Regions from separate parts of the Mus musculus genome. Here all the other regions are linked to region 1. Evidence: chromatin contacts called from public HiChIP or PLAC-seq and Micro-C data. All regions are on one chromosome and are shown on one strand. The core of a region is the stretch at or near the end of the contact, and the rest is flanking DNA. Distances in the headings are between cores, read along the strand shown.

The links. Hi-C and Micro-C count contacts between places; a contact is called where the count stands out from the background. HiChIP or PLAC-seq counts read pairs in DNA pulled down with a chosen protein or histone mark.
Region 2: a contact with region 1 is called in an H3K27ac HiChIP or PLAC-seq map of neural progenitor cells, with 7 times the contacts expected there. The contact joins two enhancer-like sites. A contact is called at or near these places in 7 of 39 promoter capture datasets (the 3T3-L1 cell line, cranial neural crest, hippocampal neurons and 2 more), 1 of 15 datasets of contacts at CTCF or cohesin (the NIH/3T3 cell line), 2 of 484 Hi-C or Micro-C datasets (cortical neurons and muscle stem cells), 12 of 115 datasets of contacts at active chromatin or transcription factors (astrocytes, craniofacial prominence, embryonic basal ganglia and 8 more) and 1 of 9 other capture datasets (embryonic stem cells).
Region 3: an H3K4me3 HiChIP or PLAC-seq map of embryonic limb bud shows a contact between it and region 1, with 5 times the contacts expected there. The contact joins two enhancer-like sites. A contact is called at or near these places in 9 of 39 promoter capture datasets (the 3T3-L1 cell line, 3T3-L1-derived adipocytes, hippocampal neurons and 4 more), 1 of 484 Hi-C or Micro-C datasets (embryonic fibroblasts), 14 of 115 datasets of contacts at active chromatin or transcription factors (the NIH/3T3 cell line, craniofacial prominence, differentiating embryonic stem cells and 10 more) and 1 of 9 other capture datasets (embryonic stem cells).
Region 4: a contact with region 1 is called in an H3K4me3 HiChIP or PLAC-seq map of neural tube, with 7 times the contacts expected there. The contact joins two enhancer-like sites. A contact is called at or near these places in 13 of 39 promoter capture datasets (the 3T3-L1 cell line, 3T3-L1-derived adipocytes, HPC-7-derived erythroid cells and 6 more), 1 of 15 datasets of contacts at CTCF or cohesin (the NIH/3T3 cell line), 3 of 484 Hi-C or Micro-C datasets (cochlea, muscle stem cells and ventricular fibroblasts), 15 of 115 datasets of contacts at active chromatin or transcription factors (the NIH/3T3 cell line, astrocytes, craniofacial prominence and 11 more) and 1 of 9 other capture datasets (embryonic stem cells).
Region 5: an H3K4me3 HiChIP or PLAC-seq map of stem cell-derived neural progenitor cells shows a contact between it and region 1, with 15 times the contacts expected there. The contact joins two enhancer-like sites. A contact is called at or near these places in 10 of 39 promoter capture datasets (the 3T3-L1 cell line, 3T3-L1-derived adipocytes, embryonic stem cells and 5 more), 1 of 15 datasets of contacts at CTCF or cohesin (the NIH/3T3 cell line) and 11 of 115 datasets of contacts at active chromatin or transcription factors (craniofacial prominence, differentiating embryonic stem cells, embryonic basal ganglia and 8 more).
Region 6: a contact with region 1 is called in a Micro-C map of stem cell-derived neurons, with 2.7 times the contacts expected there. The contact joins two enhancer-like sites. A contact is called at or near these places in 7 of 39 promoter capture datasets (the 3T3-L1 cell line, embryonic stem cells, hippocampal neurons and 2 more), 3 of 484 Hi-C or Micro-C datasets (embryonic stem cells, reprogramming fibroblasts and stem cell-derived neurons), 13 of 115 datasets of contacts at active chromatin or transcription factors (the NIH/3T3 cell line, differentiating embryonic stem cells, embryonic basal ganglia and 8 more) and 1 of 9 other capture datasets (embryonic stem cells).

What each region holds. Positions count from the first base shown.
Region 1 is chr7:73,397,605-73,401,274 of GRCm38.p6, reverse strand. All of the region lies in intron 2 of Rgma (repulsive guidance molecule family member A), which reads right to left. LOC115486533 (a long non-coding RNA gene) reads right to left here. Exons shown (of 2, transcript XR_003946803.1): 2 at 1-3,670. Among named protein-coding and RNA genes, the nearest start is that of A730056A06Rik, 24 kb to the right of the region's middle. Within about 2 kb of position 1,589, at least 133 of the 459 cell types and tissues checked have an H3K27ac peak or open chromatin away from gene starts, as enhancers often do. A contact at or near this core is called in astrocytes, embryonic basal ganglia, embryonic forebrain and 5 more, where this site is marked.
Region 2 is chr7:72,587,515-72,591,184 of GRCm38.p6, reverse strand. No RefSeq gene overlaps it. Among named protein-coding and RNA genes, the nearest start is that of Gm36865, 240 kb to the left of the region's middle. Within about 2 kb of position 1,579, at least 49 of the 459 cell types and tissues checked have an H3K27ac peak or open chromatin away from gene starts, as enhancers often do. A contact at or near this core is called in astrocytes, muscle stem cells and neural progenitor cells, where this site is marked.
Region 3 is chr7:72,702,432-72,706,101 of GRCm38.p6, reverse strand. No RefSeq gene overlaps it. Among named protein-coding and RNA genes, the nearest start is that of Gm36865, 120 kb to the left of the region's middle. Within about 2 kb of position 1,886, at least 4 of the 459 cell types and tissues checked have an H3K27ac peak or open chromatin away from gene starts, as enhancers often do. A contact at or near this core is called in embryonic limb bud, where this site is marked.
Region 4 is chr7:72,736,725-72,740,394 of GRCm38.p6, reverse strand. No RefSeq gene overlaps it. Among named protein-coding and RNA genes, the nearest start is that of Gm36865, 88 kb to the left of the region's middle. Within about 2 kb of position 1,929, at least 9 of the 459 cell types and tissues checked have an H3K27ac peak or open chromatin away from gene starts, as enhancers often do.
Region 5 is chr7:72,772,424-72,776,093 of GRCm38.p6, reverse strand. All of the region lies in intron 3 of Gm36865 (a long non-coding RNA gene), which reads left to right. Among named protein-coding and RNA genes, the nearest start is that of Gm36865, 52 kb to the left of the region's middle. Within about 2 kb of position 1,908, at least 23 of the 459 cell types and tissues checked have an H3K27ac peak or open chromatin away from gene starts, as enhancers often do. A contact at or near this core is called in embryonic basal ganglia, embryonic forebrain and stem cell-derived neural progenitor cells, where this site is marked.
Region 6 is chr7:72,836,609-72,840,278 of GRCm38.p6, reverse strand. No RefSeq gene overlaps it. Among named protein-coding and RNA genes, the nearest start is that of Gm36865, 12 kb to the right of the region's middle. Within about 2 kb of position 1,803, at least 12 of the 459 cell types and tissues checked have an H3K27ac peak or open chromatin away from gene starts, as enhancers often do. A contact at or near this core is called in stem cell-derived neurons, where this site is marked.

The DNA of each region.
Region 1 (3,670 bases), core at 340-2,839:
TCTTTCCGTGCCCTCCTGTAGAACCCCCCAGATCTAGGCTAAAATGTAATGGCCCCACCCCACTTTCGGTATCTGATATACACAGAGGTGCCCCAGGCTTCCTTCTCCGTGCTACCTTCTCTGGCAGCTGCTCCTCTGGGAGCCTTGAGTAACCTGGCCAGCTTCATTCAGGGCCTCAGGAAGGTGGCTACAGGACACATCTTTCCCGCATCGGTCCATCAATCTCCCATAAACAGGCCCTCCTCATCTTGATTCTGTCTTTCTCTCACTCAGTTCTTCTATTTCTAATCACTGTGGGGCTGAGGAAGCTTCTTGGGTCCCTGTTGACTCTCACACTACCCGGTGAATTGCACCTCTTGATAATCTTTGCTGATACCATCATGCAACATTCCAGAATTTGTAAGGCTAGCCCCGCCTAAGCATAGAGTGTGTTCCGAGAACAGCACTCACACTGAAAGCATCTTTTGAGACTTCAGATGTCATGCGTACACCGCGCCCCGCCCAACCCCACCTGTGTCCAACTCTGTCTGGTGGAACCCTGGGTCTCCCATGTATCCAGGGTTCAGGGAGCATGTATGCGCTCATAGCTGGCCACTCACATTTTAAAGGTAGAGCTCCACAGTGCCTCCCAATTGGATTGAGCCACATGGCTCAGGCTCAGATGTCATTACTTTTCGGTGGATGGCAACCCCTCTGGGAGGCAGAAAGTCAAAGCAGGATCTCAGAATACTAAATGGACCCGCATGATAAGGAAAAAAAAATCTGCTCTGCTAGTACAGCAACAGATCCGTTTGTTCTCAAGTCCTCCTTTGAGCTGTTAATCAAGCCCAATCTTTCGGAATAATAGCCTGCTTATTACCACCCTGTTTGCATGACAAAGCATCCCAATAAAACTTATTTTGCCGGGGCCCAGAGGGGGTGTGAAGGATCAACCATGAGAAAGGAGTCTTAGGAATTCCTCGAGGCACTCCGGGGCCAGAGCCTAGGAATAAAGACAATGTAATTTGCCACCAAGAAAAGCCCAATAGACCAATAAATTACCCGCGTGCAAAGGGATTAGATCAGGTTTCAGAGGCCTAGGGGAGGGGCAGGGTACTACGGGAGGGAGACAGCCTTGCCTTCTCTTAAAGAGGTAAGTATCCCTTGGAACATAAGCTCCAGGGTCAAGACGTTTCCAACTCTGCCTGCACAGCGACTGTCTGAACTGATTTACTTGCTCGGAGATCTGGCTCCTGATGTGCGCTGGGAACTGTGATGGACGCCGTTCTCGGAACACACTCTGTGCTTAGGTGGGGCTGGCCTTAACGAATTCTGGAATGTTTCATCTAAGTCTGGATGGAGGCATGGCCTTATCAGTGAAGACTCTCAAGAGGCAGCTATTGCCCAACTTCAAATCACTGCCCTTTGCCGGTGCAACAGGAATCGTCCCGTCCCCCTCCCAGCCCCCACGCCCGCTAATCGGCTGGCATCCTGATAGATTCTGCCACCAGGGGGCACTAGATGAAAAAGGAAAGGTGTCCCTGGAGTCGCCACTGCTGGCGTTCCCACCACCCTTCTGCTCTCCTCCGGCCTCTAGCTTCTTTGCATGTGAGTGGCTCTGAGGTACTGTAAGCTCAGCAAGCTCTTTCTGTTCCCTTTGTCACTTGGCACTCTGAAGTGTAAGCGGTGTCCTGCTGTGTGCCTCGGCCTTTTGGAACCTTACGGTTCCCAAGCTTAGCTCCCTCGGTGGAACCGCCCTTGGGAGGGGGAGGGGAGTTCACCTTCCTGGCAAGCCTAGGAATGAAGCACCTGCAAGATGACCTCAGCCAGTGACGAGCTCCGAAAGAAAGCCCCAGCGGCAGGCAGCCCCAGCACCGGTGCTCTATCTTAGTGAACAGTAGGACTTAAGAGGCAATAGCTTCAGTTAGGACACAGGCGGGTGGAAGGAATCTTCTATAAGTCTGCCTGCCTCGGGGAGGGGCCAACCCTGAAGTCTGAAGTCTCCGTGTCCCTTTCCTCACTGTCCACCTAGTGCGGGAAGCAGACCTTAGATAGGATTCTGGAAACGGGTCGCATCAGCATCCTGAAGGAGGTAGGGGAAGGGCACTAAGTAGGGGTCTCCTGCTTATTCTAGTCCCACAGTAATGAATCTTGGTGGGCGTGGGGATGGAGTGGGGGTGTTACGGGACAAGGACAGATGCCCGAGGCTCCCTGTTGGCGCCGCTCCTGCAAGAATTTCACTCAATCATCCTGGCGTAAACACCCAGGTGTTTGGCCCCAGATCCTGAGAGGGACACACCCAGCAGACTGGATTTTTTCCCAGGTGCTGCGTAGCCTGCCTCACTTAATCTATCACTGCAGATCCTAGAAGGGATCACCGCTCCTGGGTGACATTCCAGGGCCAGGCAGCCTAAGGGCCCCAGAACCGCCACTTTATGGCAATGTGTTTCCCACCCGTTAGCTCTACTGGGAATTGTACGTGCTTCCTTCCGAGTCTGGTCAGGGGGACAAGGCTGAGAGCAAAAGGGAGCTTTGGGGAAAACCTCAGGTGACCCAGGAAGAGAAGGCAAAATTGTTGGGGGGCCGGGCCCTGGAGGGTGAACTCACTGCCTACCCAGCGTGGACAGAAGTGGCTAAGTGCCACTCCTAGAGCCGGGGGCAGGACAGTACTGCCTCCTCCGTCACACCCTGCCAAGGCTGCCCTGCCTCAGCCTCCACACATGCCAAGTTGTTGCAAGCACCCTTGATGACTGACTGCCAAGGAGAAGGGCACACCTCAGCTTTCCAAACAGGCCACCCTCCCCAGCTCCCACAGGAGCCGTGGAGAAACAGCGCTTGAGCAAGAAGGGTGGGCGTGGAAAGCCCTGACTCCGCCCTATAGTGGGAGGGCATAGGCTGCCTATCAACCGAAGGCTGAGAGCACGCCTGGGTAACGGGCCCATAGGGGGTCAAGCAAAGGGACAAGGTCCTCACCCCAGGAACATCCTGCTTTGGGGGAGAAATAAAACAGCCCTGGGCACGAGTGGTAAGGGAGGTAAGAAAGGTTTTCCCAGGACAATGAAGCTGCAGGTGAGAGCTGTGGTGGTTCTGGTTGAAGCATGACCCCTGTTACTAACTCCAGGCTCACACCTGAGGTGACAGCTTTATAGTCAGGACTTTGCTTCCAGCCATCTAGGCTTTTGTGCTCAGCGGCAGGTCAAAACACCTCTGAGGAGAAGAAAAGAAAAAAAGAAACAAAAACCCACCACAGAGGCACACTGTCTCCCTCCCTGCAGTCTGCAGGTACTGGAAGAGCGCATGCCAGGCTGGTATCCAGGTGGGAGGCACAACGCTGAACTCCTTTCTATGTAGAATGGCCCTGTAGTAAGTGTCTAGGTGTCCTAGCATGAGTGAAACAGGTCAGGAGTCATCACTGAACCCCTGCTGGCATGTCTCCCTGCCCCGTGACAGTGCCCCAAAGCTCCCTTTTGCTCTCAGCCTTGTCCCCCTGACCAGGTTTCCATCTTGGAAACCAAAGTTAGAGGACCAGAAAGGACAGGAAAGGCCTTTGGGGGCTGAGAAAGCACTGCAATGCACTGTGGGAACTGGGAGGCCACTCTTCATACGGTTGCCCAGGATCACAGTCCCACAGTTCTTTCTTGCCCCAGCATTCCCTTCCCCCAACCCACATCTTAAGGCTCACCAGCTCAAC
Region 2 (3,670 bases), core at 330-2,829, 810 kb after region 1:
CACCTACAATAAAGACTTGTGTTATTTTTCTCAAAGTGTTCTTACATTGGATTCATTTATTTTGAATGCTGAGTTCTCAATCTGACCGTGTGTTTAGACAGGACTATTGGGATAGTATTCCAGAACATTTCAGCTAGGATTGGGAGCTAAGACACATTAGTCCATAGCTGCCTTTCTAGACTGGAGCAAGAGGAATTCATATCATCCATGACTGCCAGGCTGCTGTGAGCAAGCTCAATGAGTCAAATGAGTCATCTGCCCACTTACTTTCTACTCAGAGTAACAGGCGAAGTGTGACAGAAACTGAGATGTTAAATTTATAGTTTTAGAAACCAGGCATCCAAGGGACTGGATGTCTCAGCTGAGCTAAAGGTCCCGTGAATGAAAAAAGTTGGCAACCATAATCAATATTTTCTTTCTAATGAGAAGACTTTTGCTTTCTTTCCTGTCAAGATGTCCTCTTCTTGGAAAAAAAAAAGATAATTCCTAGTGACAGATTACACTTCTGAGTGTGAAGTGCCTCAGGCAAAGGGCACAGTTCCCTAAACGGATACATCAGATATGAAAGAGGCACAGGCAAGAGGCTGGGATGAAAAGGGGATGGTGGTGCTATCTTGGGATGAGTCACCACTGTCACACTGCAGGGGAGGAGAGGGTCCTTTATCTGAGGACCAGGAAGTATGACTGATACATATTCATCTGCATCCCTGAAAGAATGCTCACCACCCAAATCTTCTCAAAAATAGATCCTGACATTTAGGGCTTATGTCCTGTGAGATTTCTAGTTTGGATCAAACCAAACAGAGAGAAAGTTAATTACTGAGTTCTGAGGGTAGAAGAGGCTCCAGGGCAGCTGAGTGTTAATGGCTTTATTTATACACAATGGATGTACAAGGAACAACACATATTGAATGTACTCTGAGTTTGGATGTATTATTGAACATAGAAGACACTTCTCAAGGTTTTCTTGTGCCCTTTGTATTTCGTGTGCTTTGGATCTGCATGTGCTAAGAACCCTTAACAGGGCATCTACCTATTTAACAAAGGGTATGACTGTTGTTATTGTATATATACAGTCCACTTAGAGAACTATGTATACCACATTGTGATTATATAGTGAGCATTTTATTATTATTACTATAATTACATAATTATTATTATATTAATTATTATACAGGTAAATAAACTCAGGGGAAATTAAAAGATTAAAAAAGTGTTAAAAGATATTACACAATTATAATTTTAAAAATCTGCATTAAAGTGGACATACATAAAATAATGAAATGAGCTCTTAATATGACATGTATAAATAATAAACTACATTTCTTCATTGGATTAAAGTAACTTTTACAGTAGTCATTTCAGGAGATAGTTTATAAGATGTTTTTCATAAATGTTACTTTGGATTTTTATTCCATGCCTGCAGTACCTCTACATTCAGCCCAAACCATCTACACGATATAAAATGGCTTCCCATGTGAAGAGAAATGCATTTTGACTTGACTCACCTCAAGTCCAGCTGTGATGCTTCTGCCGTCTAGGACCCTTGCCATATTTGGGCATGATGAACTGCTAAGTCTGGCCTCAGACATGCCCAGCCAAAACTGCTGGACTTGGCCAGCGTAGGGCCTGGGAGTGGGCTTTGGTGCTGAGAATGCAGTGGCTGGTGATGTTGGGCAATCATGGAGTCATAGCAGCAGAGAAATCAGAATCCATATCCAAGCTCAACTCCTTGATTAGCTTCTATTTAAATAAAAATTTACTGAGTTTTTCAGCTGTCTTGGCAACATCAGATTCCAGCCTGGAGAGGAAGTATGTGAGTCAGAGGTGGGAAGAGGCAGCTGGCCTGGTACTGTTCCAATCGTCCTCCTCCTCTGAGGACCATGTCTCCTGGAGCTTTGTGCTGCATTTACAAATAGCCTGCAGGGAGCCTGAGCATTGTGTAGTTATACTCCATCAAAGCTGTCCTGGAGGCCATTTCTGAGTGTGTTTCAATGCATGATAGCCATCAGCATTAGCCCTGTCCTCTTGAGCATCATAAATGAGTGATCCTCAAGAAACCATCCCACGGAATGGAACAAAACAGGGCATTGAGAAACGAAAAGAAGGATGTGTCTCTACATGGATTCTAAGTCTGTGCCCCCTGCAGATAATCTCATAAGACCATTTAGACAAACAGGGAACGTTTGCTCCCATGCACCACTTTTAAAAGAAGCAACAGTTAAACCTAGGTCTGAATGACCATCCTGCTTCACAATCCAAAAGTGCCTTCATGTTCTCCCAGCTTCTTCATCTCCTTCCTTTTATGCTCTTTCCCTGTATTTTAGTGGCATAGAAGTAGTTAGAGGCATGAATCTGAGGTATAGACTCAGTTACTCAGTCTCTCTCCTCTACAGAGAAAAAAAATATGATGAATAATATATATTATATATTAGATATAATTTACATAATGTTGTATTGTTTATTATATATTATTTTATTTTGTTATATATTATATTATAATTATTATAATTATCCTTTAATTATAATTATCATGTATGATTATATGTGTATATATGCATGTATATGAAATGTTTATAATATAATATACAATAATACATATTATTATTTGTTATATAATATGATATAACATATTGTAATGGTAATGTATAATAACATATATATGATATATTAGTTCTTCCTTTATAATCAAAAAGTGTTTGTTTTAGAGGGTAGAATGAGCAGGGCTTAAACTTTTTTTTCTTTTCTTTTCTTGTTGCTGATTCCTGGAAAACAGGATGGAAAATATAATCATTTTGGTGGTGTGTCTGAGAAAGACCTTGAAAGAAAGCTCTCCAGATGGCAGTTCTCCATCATAAGATACAAAATGAGATGCCAAGGATGACCAATGGGTAGGTTGAAGAAGGCTCTGTCTCTGTAATAACAAAGATATCTTAGAGAAAGCAATCCAGAGTCTTACTCAGCCAGGCTCTACCTTAAGACTTGGAGTTGCCTGTTGGAAATCTTTACGTGTTGTAGTAGAGCTGAGAAGTGTGACTGGGGAAACCATGGTGTTGGGTAAACATGAACACACTACAGGCTGCTTTGTTGGGGCAGAATGCAAACTCAGTTTTGTCCTGTGTGAGCGATCTCTGAACTTCTCAGCCCCTTCTACTGTGTGAGAATACAGAGTCTTCAGGAGGCTTAATTAAGTACAAGGGCTGAACGCACATTGCTTAGACTGGATTTCTTGTGTTTACTTGTTTTGACTGCATACATTCCTTTCTGCTTCACAGACAGGAACCTGCCGTGAATACATAGTATAATCCAGGTGTAAACTTATCTTGAATTCAGGAAATTGTTCTTGCTAAATGTCTCAGACTGTTGGTTTATTTGTTTGTTTGTTTGATTGTTTTGTAGCACTGCATCTAAATGTCCATGCATTTAAATGTTACTTAGAACAGATTGGGACCTCTCAAAATGTAGCTTGAAATACATATATCACTCTAGGTATGAACTATCTAAAAATCATGCCAAAATATAGATTTCTAGATATATCTAAGACCCTTTGGCTATAGGACCCCAAAAACTTGTATTTTCATGAAACTGCTATAAACATTACCAATTTTGCTAAAATATAGATTTCTAGGCCTATGCAAGACCCTTTTTGGAGTATGAACCTTGAAATGTG
Region 3 (3,670 bases), core at 637-3,136, 700 kb after region 1:
ATTATATGGGAAAATATTTCCATGCCTGGCACTTGTCAGTTCTTCCCTAGTCTTCTCTATCTTAACCCACAAGACTCCAGCCATCGATTTCTCTCTTTATTCATTTCATAGGCAAACCCCTCTGCCTTGCATCTGGAAGTACAACCTATCTCTCAACTCAACCCACCATGCTACATCTTTAAGCATCCCAGCATTCATAAGTCAAAGGTGATGGGGGATGCATTTTGTTCTCTACAAAAGAGATATGGCATATCAGGGGGATTAGAAGTGACTTCCAGCAAGCAAGCTTCCTCTTAACCATGTGTGTTGCATGTACAGAGTTTTTAAAGGGCATCAAGCTGCTGTTTGGGGACTCACAAGGCTTCAGTTCCTCCTCCAGGCCGGGTTCATTGCTTCAGGGATCTGGAGTGCTCTGGACTGCTTTAGCATAGACCAGCACGAGGAAGACTTGGTATCTTGTAAAAATACAGGTTGTCATCCATTGAGCAAGCACCAACTACCAGGAGTTGCAGTTATTTTAATGGAAAAGAACAAGAAACTCTGACTGACACATGGCTGTTTTGTATCTTGTCTCAAGCCAACACTTGTTATTAGTGGTTATTATTGAAACATTAATTTTGCAGGTGAATGGAGTTCAATATTATGAAGACCTACTAAACCTGTTTGGTCTGAAAGTGCTATACATTCTTTTTCTTTCCTTCTCTCTCTACCTCCCTCCCTCCTTCTCTCTCTCTCTCTCTCTCTCTCTCTCTCTCTCTCTCTCCACACACACACATTATATTTTTCTCTACCTATATCATCTATCTCTATCATTTATATCTATATGTCCATCTAATTTCTATATATATCTATAATTGTCTGTCTATCTATCTATCTATCTATTGAAAATTCTCAGCTTGAGTTTTGCTAATTTAAGAAGGTTGAAATAAGCAAATTATTTAGAGTATTCATTAGTTTTGTGAAATCTTTTGCCAAAATTAACTTAGGAAAGGATGTTTTAAAATTCTAAATTTCAAAACCATTCCTTATATTTCTGTCATCTATTTTGAAAATTGATTTAAATTAAGATGTTTTTCTATTACTTGACCAACAATCTTCTTTAATATGGGTTTTATGGACCAGAGAAGACATCACTATAGTTTAATGTGACTTATAAACTCACCTATTTAAGCTTCTCCAGCAACATGGCAGCTTTACGATGGGCCCTTTGACAGATGACTGGATCATGATTAGCACCTCATAGACAGGTGTGGAGAAGCTATTTCCTTCTGGCTTTTGCCCATCTGCTTTCCACCACACAAGGCCACTGCACCAGTATTCCCCGGAGGACTCAGTCACAAGATGCCATCTAGGAAAGAGAAACTGATCCTGTACCAGGCTCAGAATCTGCTGGAGCATTGCCCCTGGAATCCCTCCCCACATAACTTGTAATAAATAAAACTCCACTGTTTATAGATGACTCCACTGTTATAGATGACTCAGTCTCTATTTTTATTTTGCGATAGCTGTATGAATGGACTAAGACAGATATGTATTATTAAAAATTGCAGTTCTTAAACATCCTTTCTCAATATGAACTAAATATGTTGAAAGGCTACTTCATCAGGCAGCTGGTGTCTTGCATCAGGGGAAAATCTTGGACACCTTTATGTTTTAGCGAAGACTTAGGTGATGGTCGTGCCCAATGGTGGGTACCACCGGCCTAAGATTTTGCAGAAAAGACGTAGTTCTTTGTAATTGCATTTGTTTGACACATTTATTGCAACAATCTGTGACTGAAGTGAGAAGCTTGGGATGCAGATAGGAATATAGCCCACCTCTTGGTCTTTTGGCTTCCATACGTCATGACAGACATTACTAAATCTCAGAGTTTGTTACAAGCATTACATCAGATGTACTACGGTGCTGTAGGGAATCCCTGGCTGTGGGTTTGCATCCAGTTAATGGCCTGTGTGTGAATACTAAGTGCATCCACCTGTTTTGCTGAGTGGCCATGGGGACCATTCTGCACATATGGGGGCTTTGGTGGGGAGGGTGAAAGGAAAAGACATTTTTCTTAGCTTTCTGCTTCCTGTGATGACCTGAGGCTTTCATTTTAATAAGGAATTCCTCTCCTGGCAGAGAAAGAAAACACATGGTCTATCTTTAAGTACATAATGTATGTTTCCTCCACATTATTTTTGGAGAGCATAAAGTATGATTAAGGGAAGTGAACACGTGCTGTGAGAAACAGGCTCTGTAGTGACTGGGATGGCTTCCATATGTACCGGGGTAATTGCTTTTCCTGATCCCTCTGCCATCCTCAACAAAACGAACAACTGTTACTCCAAAGGAGACCATATGGCTTCAGGCACTGGATGGCTAGTGTAGGTAACAAACCAGGTCTTCCCAAGAGCACTGCAATTCAAGATTATATGGCACTAATACAATTGGAGGTAATGTTGACCAGCTCACTGGCAAAACTCTACATCTACAAGCTACTAGAAACCAATGCTCACATTTTCTTCCCCTCTCTGAACACAAAACCATCATCTAATTTGTAATCTTAACATATGCCTTTCCATAGACCATTCAGAAGAGTATCTTTCTGACAGCATGCGACAATTGGGGTCAATCTCCCGTGACTTTTCAGAATGAGATAGCCACGCGTGATTCCAACAAGGTCTATATTCAGTACAATATCATGTAGGGTTCTGAGGCCCCTAGTAAGCAAACTTCTACTAGTAATTTTGTAGACAAAATATCTTAACTGTCTCCTGCAATTGCAGGTTCAGAAAGGAGGATGCAGTCTGATGTGCCCTGGGGTTCCCATGGCTGTACCCTCCTACAAAAGGAGATGTCAGTCTCAAGATTAGAAGGAAGACCAAGATATTTCTTGATTATATTTCTGCATTTTGGTGGCTAGAGAATGCAAAAGATTTGCTTCTGGAAAATATCTCAGACAAGCGGGACAAAGCCTTCATGACAAAAGTCTGTCCGGTGCCTGCCTGGCTGCTGTTTTGGGGAGTCATCCATATGATCACAGCAGTACTTAATATTTCATTGCTGGATAATAACACACTATGGCTTTCAACCAAATATGTTTACATCATTTCCTCTCAGTGAGCCATTGACTTGTTGTCAGTTTGAGGTTAGAGAAAAATAGACTACTGCCCCCAGTTTCAGAGGCCGTCAGGTAGCTCTTGCTTCATAATTCTCTAGAATCCATTATGACTTCCTTGAATCTTCAGTCTTTACCATTGCTATAAAAATAATTGCTTTTAAATTCATGGTTTCTTGTTTCTAGCCTGGCAATAAGGCCTTCAAACTCTTGTCTATAGATTGGACTCATTAAGCAGTGTTTGCCTCTCAGAGGAAGTGTGCCCACATACCTGTGTGTTTTCCAGAATCACCAAGAACTTATTGGTATCAGCATACAATGGTATGTTGGTATGCATGTATTATAGGCATGGAGGAAAATGAAAGAACCCACAAAGGAGGAATGGGATGGCATGTGTGCATGATACCGCAGGCAGTAAGAGTTCATCTCAGCATCCAAAACCCTCCTGGATACCTGCTGTACTTGGAATCTCCTGCATGCCCCACTGTGGATCTCTGAGTGAGGCATACTGAATCAGGCAAAGCTTGGGGAATGTATTTGAGGCTATCTTAGTTCCCTTTATTTTCTGAT
Region 4 (3,670 bases), core at 680-3,179, 660 kb after region 1:
GTTTCCAAGAGTTTGGAATCCAATGCTCTGAATAGAACTAGTTTCACTTTATAGGAGGAATGTGGGATTCTCTTTTACCGTCTGAAACTTACAAAATCAAGTCTGTGGGACATAAACTGACAATGGATTAACCAGAGGAAGTGAAAGCAAATTCATTATATGAAGGGCAGGGTCGGGTGGATAACATCAAGAATGAGAATGGAGTGAGTAGCCATTATCACAGCTTGTGTCCCCCTCCTCATGGTAGCAATTTAGGTTAACTAAGGATAATGGAGGGAAAAAACAGACAATTGGCCAGGGCAAAGTTTCCCAGGTTCTGAGCATGGGCTTAATTCTAGCTTTTCTCCCTGTGAGTTAATATTCCTTGCTAAAGTAACAGGAAGGAAGAAGCTCAGGGCAATACAAGCTTCTGAAAGGACTCCCCTTATCAGGTAAAGTAGCTCCTGAGGGAACCTCTCCCATTGCTTCTGCAGTCAGAGAAGCTGGGGTGGAGGCAGGAGGATGCCCCTAGTTGAGAACACTGGGAGAATCAACATATGCTTATAACTTCTTACTTGCAGCAAACTACCTATTACTGGGAACAGCTTTTTGGATATTGGCTTTCTCACCATAAAAGATGGCGGTAAAGATATTGCCAAGGATAGTAAGGAAAATCTTGTATTTGGATGCCCAGTTCATGGTCTGGTCTGTTATGGGTACATATTCAGTAAAAAGGATCTTTCTGGTTTCTTCTGCTATTAGACTCAATAACTAACAATTTGACCTGAAACATACACCTCTTTCTTTCTTTTCTTTTCTTTTTTTTTTTTTTTTCCAGTTTTCTCTCCTGTCTAGAGTAGAGGGTAAAAAAATTCAGTATAGGGTCCTCTCTGGCTCTAGTATGCACTTTCAGCTGTCTGAGTTACAGTTGTCTGTAACTCAATATTTGTTGAATAAACGGAAAAATGTGGTTAGGAGCATAAAGGCATATGCAACAGAGAGGCATCTGTGATTTTACACCATGCGTGACTAGAGAGGATCTGAGATTAAAGACTGTCTATTGTCTAGAGTAGACACAGGACTGGTTTCTCTCTTCTTTTATATTTAATAAACTCCAGGCCAGATGAGTCCTAAAAATTCATAAGGACCTGAGTTCCTTCCTCAGATCTTTCCTTGAATCCTCCCATTTTTTTTTTTTTAAGGTCTGGGCTCAGTAGCCTATGCTAGGCTCATAATTCTAGTGATGAGGAGGCAAAGAGACATATCCCTGGATCACTGGCCAGCCAGACTCGTCTGCTTCCTGAGCTCAAGGAGGTTGGAGCAGGGACAGCGAGATGACTCAGGTGAGATGGCAAGTAACAGTACTTGCCACCAAACCTGATGACCTGTGATTGACTGCCCAGCAGCCCCAGGGTCAAAGAAGAAAAGCAACTTCCAAATGTCATCCTCTGACTTCCACATGTGCGCCGTGGCATGCCTGCCTGCATGAGAGCACACATAGAAAAATAACCACACACAAACACGAATAGAAGAATAAATGTAAAAAAAAAAAAAAGAGTTTTAAAAAGAAGTAGGTAGCAATAAAGAAGGCCGATTGAGGTTGTCCTCTGGCCCTCATAGACATGCACACGCCTGCACACATACTAATCTAATGTGCACACACACATTTGTGTGTGTGTGTGTGTGTGTGTGTGTGAATAGCCTCAGGGAGAGAAGAGTAAGCCAATATTCAGAGACCCATATGCTATTTCTTTAGAAGCTGTCAAATCTGTGTCTGAAAAATCATCTGTATATTTTCTGCGGTGACAAAGGCGACACATTTACGTCTCCTACAGGACATTAAACCCCACAAGCAAAGTAAATGCCTCATGACAGATGATTGATAGCTCTTTCCCCTGACAGCCTCTGGCACAAAACTCTCCCCTCACGCCGGTCTCCAGAGGTAGCTAGAACAACAGCTGAAAGAGCCAGCTTGCTCTCTCTGACACTGTGCTATGCAGGCCTAAACATGCGCACACCATAAACACGTAACATTCAATTGACCTTTAGCTTATCTATAAACGCAGAATGAGCTGCGTGGACCCCGATCCACCAAGGAACCATTTCAGAGGAATTTATTTCCTCTACTATCCATAAAAATAAATTGCTCTTCACAAAGGGGAGACAAAAACATATCCTCCCTTCCCTTAATAAGATTATTACGAAGGAATGGCTTCTCTGGACAATCATTACTAGGAAACATGCTGAGAAGTTTTTATTCTCTGTGCTGCCCGCCTCAGATTGGCAGGAGCACCACAAGGAAGGCCCCAGAGGGGTGGCTGTTCCTCTCTTTGTGCTGATTCAGTGAGTCATGGGGTCACGTGGTTCTAATGTATATGAACTTTTCCTGCAATGTTGGCCTTCACGGTTTTCTCTATGTATTAGCCCCAAACGGATGGAACACGTAGAGATAGTTTTAGACAGAGAACACTGCATTTAGGCATACATGCACTCTCGCACAGAGACACTCACACTGTGTGGGCCCTGTGCCCTGCTGGTGATGGAGCGAAGTTCCTCTATAGTCCTTAGAAAAGACAAGAAAGCTTCCTCCAGCTCTGAGGTGTGCCGCTGGCCTTTATTTCCATGCTTGTTCAGCTGCTGCCTGGCCAGAGAGACTACAGGGGAAGCCCTGCTGGGCCCGAATGAGATGAACCCTAGTGGTTCCCTCTTGTTCCTGGGGTTCATGTTCTGCAATTCCCAATGGATATCTGAAGTCCTGGATAGTAGCAAACCAGTAGGTACTGCGTGTTTCCCTACACATACATGTCTGGGTTTACACTTAGTCTATAAGACAGCCACTATAAGGAATTTACAACAGAATCTAATAATATTATCTGACTATACGGAGGTATCAGTGATTTAAAGCTTATGGATTACTTATTTCTGTATTTTTTCCAGTTGATATTTTTTGATGATGGTTAACCTTATGTAATTGAAGCAGCACAAGACAATCATACAGAGAAAGGAGCACTTTTGTATTCTGCATTCAATGTCTGCTAAGAGAACACCGTGTAGACCTCCACAGTGGGCTGCTATCCCTTTGGAAATGTAGAAATTAGGGTTCAGATCCATGAGCCACTGGGCTGAGACCCTGTGCTAAGGTGAAATAGAGCTGGGAGGGTCGCTTCTCATCAAGCTCTGGAAGAGAAGACTTCCCTTGTAAGCGGCACTGTGGTAATGGCGGTAGAGACCAGAAGTTCAGAGGGCTAGCCACATACAGTAGCCGTGTACCCAAGGCAAGACAAGCTCCCAGTCTCTTGGAAGAAGCAGGGCCATCTTGTCAGAGAGAACTTGAAATGTATTTTAAGTTAAAAGACAAAAAGATATCCTTTCTCATAGATGAGCTGTGTTCTGCAGAATCTTAGAATTTCTGTTAATGTAAGCTGAGAACAAGCAGGTACTAATATTAAGTCTAGGACCAAGTCTTTAAATATGACTTATATTTTACTTTACCTCACTGTGCATGTTTGTGTTAAATGCATGTGTATATGGTGCCTATGCACATGGTAGAGGTCAACACTGAATGTCTTCTTCCCCCTTCCCTTCCCCCTCCCTCTGGGTACAGATTCTATTGCTCTTCACCTTAACTTTTGAGACAGGATCTCTCACTGAATTTGGGACTTCTCAGTTGGGTGGGTTACATCACTAGAAC
Region 5 (3,670 bases), core at 659-3,158, 630 kb after region 1:
TCCTCAGCCCTCATTATTTCTTTATTACTTAGTTATTCAGGTGGGGCTTGAACTCTTTGTGTAGTCTAGGCAAGCCTTGAACATGTGATCCTCCTGCTTCAACCTCCCAGGTAGAAAGGACCATATCCCCGCCCCACCGGGACTGGCTTTCCTTTCTCTCTTTAAGCCAGGAATTTTTATGCTACATTTCTCTTCTGGCCATAATTCTCCTCTTTACCTTACTTTTAGAGAAATCAATGTACTTATGTGCGTTTGGACATCTGGACATGACAAATGGCTTTCTCCATCTAAGCTTGTCCTTGCTTGCTCTTTCAACTACCATCTGTGTGGCTTTCTCTAGACACTTTTCATGTGGGGACCATTTCTAAGTCCTAGGTCAGAAAAATGGGCAAGGGTAGAACCTTATTATCAGATATCTTCTGAGTATTTATCATGAGGTTTACTTACATTTTCCCATTCAATTCTCATGAACAAGGTGAGGATAAATACATTCTAAAGCTGAAGGGAGAAACTAAGGGTTAGAAAACCCTGTTTAGAGATGCAGCACCCAGTAAGTGGGTCCTTTCCCTCTGGGCACAGATGGTGACAGATTCTGTGGGCCATAGGAGATGAAATGAAAACAGAAATCCAGTTTGTCAGGAGCTCAAGAGAGGTGAGAGGAAGCAAGAGAGGGAGGGGTTCTGAAGGCGCTGCAGATAAGGACCGGGTATCTCCACAGGCAATTTTTGCACACATCTCTGCTAACCTTGAGTTATGTTTCTAGAACTGGAACAAAATACTAGACAGAATAAACTTAAAAGAACAAAGGGTATATTTTGGCTCACAGAGTCAATGGTTTTAGCCCATGGTCGTTTGGTCCTATGGCTTGTGGTGAGGCAGGATATCATGGTGAGAGTATTTGGCTGCACAAAGTTCCTCACCTCGTGGGAAGGAGGGGGAAAGGGGACGTAGAAAGAGAGAAAGGGAGGAGAGGTAGGGTGGGAAGAGGAAGAAAGAGGGGGTGTGGAGGAGGGGAATAAAGGGAAAGGTAGAGGCAGAGGGCAAAGGAAGAGAAGAGAAAGAGAAAGATGGAGGGAAGAGAGGAGAACAGGGAGGTTGGGGCTGGGGAGAGGGCGGAAGGAAAGAAGAATAGGAGCAGGTTTCCAACATCCCCTTCTGGGCCTGCTCACCACCTCCCCAAAGCACCACATGGCTGGCGACTAAGCCTTTAGCATATGGAACTTTGGAGGACCTTTAATGTCCACACAGTAACATCCCACAATGCATCACTGCAGTTTGTCTTGTCTGCTGCCCCGTGGGCTTGACTCTCCCCAGTGCTTCCTGGACTCCTAGCCTCCTTGTCAGCCTCTGCAGCCCAGCATCCTGCTGTCATAAGTCAGCCTCAGACAGTTCCCAAGGCTCATCTCTCATGATCTGCATTCTCTCCCCTCCCCTGCCTCCCCTTAGGTGCTGGTGTTAAATGTTCTTGTCAGAAGCAACTATTTACAGGCCATTAACAACAGAAAGGATGATTAGGATGAATAATGCATGCTGCCAGTCAGGGGCTTTAGTATTCAGTACAGGCCTCTTCCCAGGCCAGGCGAGGGGTTGCTATGGAGTATGCTACTTCTTGAGAGCCCAATAACATGGAGAAGCAAGGGCAGGCTGCTGTGGGCAGGGAAAACTTAGTCTCTTAAGCTCATCCTTTGAGAGAAAAGCAGAAGAGATGGGGGTTTGTTGCATTTGTTCTTTGCAGATATTTTCACCTTTCTTCCCCAACATGTCCCCATTACACACAGACACACACACACAGACACACACACACACACACACACACACACACACACACACACACGGGTATTGTAACCCGGGAGACCCAGGTGCAGCTGTGCAATGACTGTGCAATCCATGCCCACATTACCATTTAAATCCTAGTAACATTTGTCTTCTAGTTTCTTTGAAAAATAAGGCTTATAGAAAGTGAATGTATTCAAGGGACTAAGTGCATAAGCAATAGATGGCTGTCAAACACATTCTCTCTCTCACACACACACACACACACACACACACACACACACACACACACACACACATACACCCCTCACACACATTTCTTGATCTCCAGCTGGTAATAGAGATAGATTAACCATCACAGAGGCTCATATCAGAAAGCCCAAGAAGCCATGGTTCTTTCTGATCATTATTGTGACTGGATACATTCTAACAGAAAAGAATGGCCAAGAGAGGACTCAGTCAATCTAGTGACCATTGCTCTTTTTCTGTATAATTTCTCAATGATAACATCAGAGAGAGTAAGTGAGTCTCATCCCAGGATCCTCCTAATTATCAACTTTTAGGCAATATCTTTTCCATATGCTTATCTGTGTTACTATATGGAATCAAGAGAACTGACTATCTAGCAGAGAAGAGGTCTGTACTATTAACAAATTGCTTTGCTATGCAGAAATCAAGGCCATTTGAGGTACCGGTCTAAAAAGTCATATTTGGCAATAATGAGTTCCATGTTTTTATTTGTATTAGGGCATTTTTCAGGATCTATTTCATAGGCTTTTCTTTCTGTCTTCTGTAGCATGAGATTCCTGCAGAAGTGACATTGAGCTCATAAGTACAGGTGCATTAGTGTTGAAAGGCAATGTTGGCCAGAAGGATGCTGGGTTAGGTCACCTGCTCTCTTCAACTGCTCCCGGGAAGGAATTGTAAGGAAGAGTTTATTTTCTGCTAGCTGAACAGAGGTGGGACTGAACCACACTAGTCCTCAGCATAAGTTCATCACACCTATTTATTTTATGCCCACCTTCCCTGCTTTACCTTTCTTATTGCCCTCTAGATTTCTCTGAATATGTTTACAGTGCTCTAAATGCATACAACCCTTGGTCTAGACCCTTTTGGAAAGCAGGATGGACTCTGGGTTCTGACATTCTCATCTTCAAGTCTGACCTTCCACTTTCCTTCTAAGCAGCAAACATAATATTTGAGTTACCTTTCCAATTTCTTTCTCTGGCATGTGGTTTTAGACATCTTTATTGCTTTAGCTGTGTTTTCCTCCACACTCATGTCTGTGTTGCTTACACAGAAATGCAGGTGTTTGTGGGTTCGGCTCCCCAAGCTCATTTGTTTGCTAACCCTGCAACCAAACTCATCATATTTTGAGAGATTCTTCATCAACAGACTAGAGCTCCATTTCAGCCTTCAGCGACCCAGAGGCCCAAATAAGAAGTCCACCTGTAGGGTTTAGCTCCTTGGGTACTTTCTCTAGCTCCTCCATTGGGGGCCCTGTGATCCATCCAATAGCTGACTGTGAGCATCCACTTCTGTGTTTGCTAGGCCCCGGCATAGTCTCACAAGAGAGAGCTATATGTACCCCGGAGCTCTTGACTCTAGCTGCATATGTATCAAAAGATGGCCTAGTCGGCCATCACTGGAAAGAGAGGCCCATTGGACTTGCAAACTTTATATGCCCAGTACAGGGGAACGCCAGGGCCAAAAAGTGGGAGTGGGTGAGTAGGGGAGTGTGTGTGGGGGTATGGGGGACTTTTGGGATAGCATTGGAAATGTAAATGAGGAAAATACCTAATAAAAATATTAAAAAAAAAAGAAGTCAGCCTGTTGTTGATGGCTTCCTGGCAGCTAGAACATGGTCAAATAGCCCAGGCTTAATTAATTGGATATT
Region 6 (3,670 bases), core at 554-3,053, 560 kb after region 1:
GGTCCTGAGGCCATAAGAAAGTTACCTGGAGAAGTAGTTCAAATGGTTACTGTTTCTACTTCTGCTATAATGCCTGCTTCCCCCAAGAATACACCTGTAATTGTATGAGGTCTACCTTATAATTGGTTGACTGAGGAAAAGAAGACTAAGGCCTGGTTTACTGATGGTTCTACACACTGAGCAGTGTAGAGAGTGGATAACTGCAGCATTCCAACCATTTCTAGAAAATCCCAAAAGACACCATGAGGAAATCTTCATAATGGGCAGAACTTGAGGCAATGCGCGTGATCATACATTTTTTTTTGGAAGGGATATGGCCAGATATACAATTGTTCACTGAGTCATGGCTGTAGTCAGTGGACTGCATGAATGGTCGGGGACTTGGAAAGGGTCTGAACAAAGAATTGGTGAGAATGACATTTGGGGAAGAACTATGTGGATAGATTTATTGGAATTGGCAAACGGTGTAAAGATATTTATGTCCCACGTAAATGCTCATCAAAAGGTGCCTACAGCACCTCCCTATTCATTGAGCAGTCAGATAGATCAGTCTTTCATCTTGGAGCAAGTATCCTTCTTTCTTTTCCATCCCTTAATTAAGTGTATTATCTCTCTGTCTCTGTCTCTCCCTGTCTCTGTTTCTCTGTCTGTATGTCTGTCCTCCCTTTATATATAATAATACATAGAAGAGGTGTTGCAAATGGCTATGGACTTTTGTCATCAGCCTGGAAAGGTCCATCTGACACTCTGTTTGCAAAAGCCAAGGTACAGAATCAGCCTAGGTGTCTAACAACAATTGGTTGGAGAAAGAAAGCAGTGTGTTTGTGTACTCATGTGCACCTGTGACCCACCCTGTGAATGTGTGAATACACACACACACACGTGCACACACACTGCTGGATTATGCAAACATGAAGAACATAAGCTTGTCATTCATAGCTAAATGACAGGAACTGGAGGGCATGGAGTGAAATTAGCAGCCACAGCAAAAGGTGGCCCGCCTGTTCTTCTTCATATGCAGAAGCTAGAAATGTCAACGTGAAAGCAGAAGTGTCGTAGTTTTCACTACAATTTGAGGAGGGTGGAGACGATGGGAAAGGGTGGTATAGAAATATATCACATTACCACTAGTATGGTTAATAAACACTAATAAGTTAAAAACTGAATCAAATAAAAAGAAGTGAAAATCAACACACCTGAGGACTATACTCAAGAGGGACAAGCATGTGCCTTCAACACACCTGAGGACTATATTCAAGAGGGACAAGCATGTGCCTTCAACACACCTGAGGACTATACTCCAGAGGGACAAGCATGTGCCTTCAACACACCTGAGGACTATACTCCAGAGGGACAAGCATGTGCCTTCAACACGCCTGAGGACTATACTCAAGAGGGACAAGCATGTGCCTTCAACACACCTGAGGACTATACTCAAGAGGGACAAGCCTGTGCTCAGGAGAGGTGAGTATTGAGAAGCATTAACGTGGAGATGGACCTGAATCCCCCTGGCAGGCAGACAGAGCTGGATTTCCATAGACAAAAAAGGTATGATGAGGAGGCTCCATGACAGCACATAAAAGGGGGAGTTGTCAAGGGAGAAAAGCTGAGTTCATTTAGCCTGACAATTATTAGCAATTTACAGCAGTAGGTATGATTATTAGTGAGTGAAAATTCATGAGATAAACAGTTCTTTCAAAGCCCTGGGAGCAGGCAGGAGGATTTTGTCCCCTTCTGCTCGGTGACTGACATTAGACATTCAAGACACTCTCCTCGCGTTCATTATGTGGGGCTGAACAGAATCAGGCAATCCTAACCTGCTGTGCTCTGCTGCTAATCTATTCCAACACCAGCGGAATATTAATGGCAGGGGAGCACAACACTTTCCATGACCTCTGCTATTTTGTGCTGTGATGAGACCAAGCACAGTTCTGCACTTAATTACTTAGCGTTGGACTTCGGCAGGAAAGAATTCAATTTTGCAATAACAAACTTTTGGGTAATTGCACACATAATCAGAGCACATTTGGTCCACTCATTGGCTATCCTGAGGGTCAGGCATCATTTCTCTCCCCTTTTCAAGGAATGCCATACTTTTAAGGCCACTGTCTATATAGCCTTAATTAGCAACATGAACAAATAAACTGCATGTTAGACAGCTTCCTCCCTCCCTCCCTCCCTCCCTCCCTCCCTCCCTTCCTTTCTTTTTTCTATTTTTTTACTTTAAGATGTGCCATCCTTTTGCATTTTGTATTAAGGTCACATAGGTTATGGTGTTTTTCTTTTCTTCTTCTTTCTTTTCTTTTGTTCAACTGTACTTGGAATCTAGGCAGGGTTTTCCCTGGATATTTTTCTTGGCCAAATTCCTCACATAAAATTTGCATTATTCTAAAAGCTGGTGCGTTTTCTTTTTGTCCAAAAGAAAAATTATAAAATTGTGCTGTTCTACAAAGCCAAGGACATAATAAGGTCCCGGAGGACCAGGGACAGTTTCTCCTTGACCCTAGATTATAGGACTATAATAATGTTGCCGTTAGCCATAGAGAAAGCAGCTGGTTCCTTATCGGTATTTATATAGTAAGGAAAATGAAGACAGAAATTCCCCACTGCAGATGTTGGTGTAAGCTGCTCGCTTGTCTAAGTTACAAGATTAGTTTTAGCAATTACATTTGGTATCCAATAATCTGAGAATCGGTTCTTCTTTGTGTTTCCTGATATTCACCATTCTCTCCTACCCTGGACAAAGAGAGCTGTGTACATCACAGAGGTCAGGAAGCATACCTAGGCTTTCTCAGTCCCCAGGAAATTATCTCCTTTTCTGTACCCACTTCAGTGCAGCAGTCTGACTTCTCCCTGATGCAGGGGATGCTTCCCTCAAAGAAAATGCTCTGCATCTAAAATTCTTATCTGAAAACTGAAAAAGAGCCTTGACTTTGTTGGTTTTCTAGAAGAACAGTCTGGAGTTCTGTGCGGGATGCACCCCAGTGTCGGAGCCTAGAGGGGTAGGCTGGAGTTGTACAGGTTTTCTTGGGTTGTACCTTCCTGATGGTATACCTGCTCATCTCCAGGTGCTCTTTAAATCTTGGGTCATTCAAGAGGCTGCCAAAACAATTGTATTCATGATCACAACGATGGAAGGTTGGTACCTGGCATGTTTACAACCTCTTACCTTTGCATAAAGTGCACACAGCTTGCTGGGGTTTGCAGCTCAGAGATAGAGTTGTTTGTTCCTGTGAGTGAGCTGTTGGTTAATACCCTCCAAGAGATGGTTAGGGGAGAGACAAAATGAGATGTATCTATGTGGGAAAACACAGCTTGTCACTAGATCACCTTCAGCTATTAGTTATTTAGTTTCAAGAGTTATTCATCTAAATTCCTGTAATTAATACACCCACTTCAAACCCACCCACTTCTACTGGCTAGTGTGTTCAAGAAGGTAAAGTGTGTGCAGCTGGCTAGCTTCTCCCCCATTGCCATTGTCTGTATTGTCAGGAAAGAAAGACAACACACAGGAATGCTTATGAATAATTCAAGTCCTGGAGAGAAGGCCATTCCATGACCCAACACAAACCTTCGCATCAATCGGCATTGTTAAAATTAATCCTGCGAAAGCCAACCTCCTCCTTCAGATGTGAGAATATAAGGCCATTCTGATTTGCAAGCAAAGAGG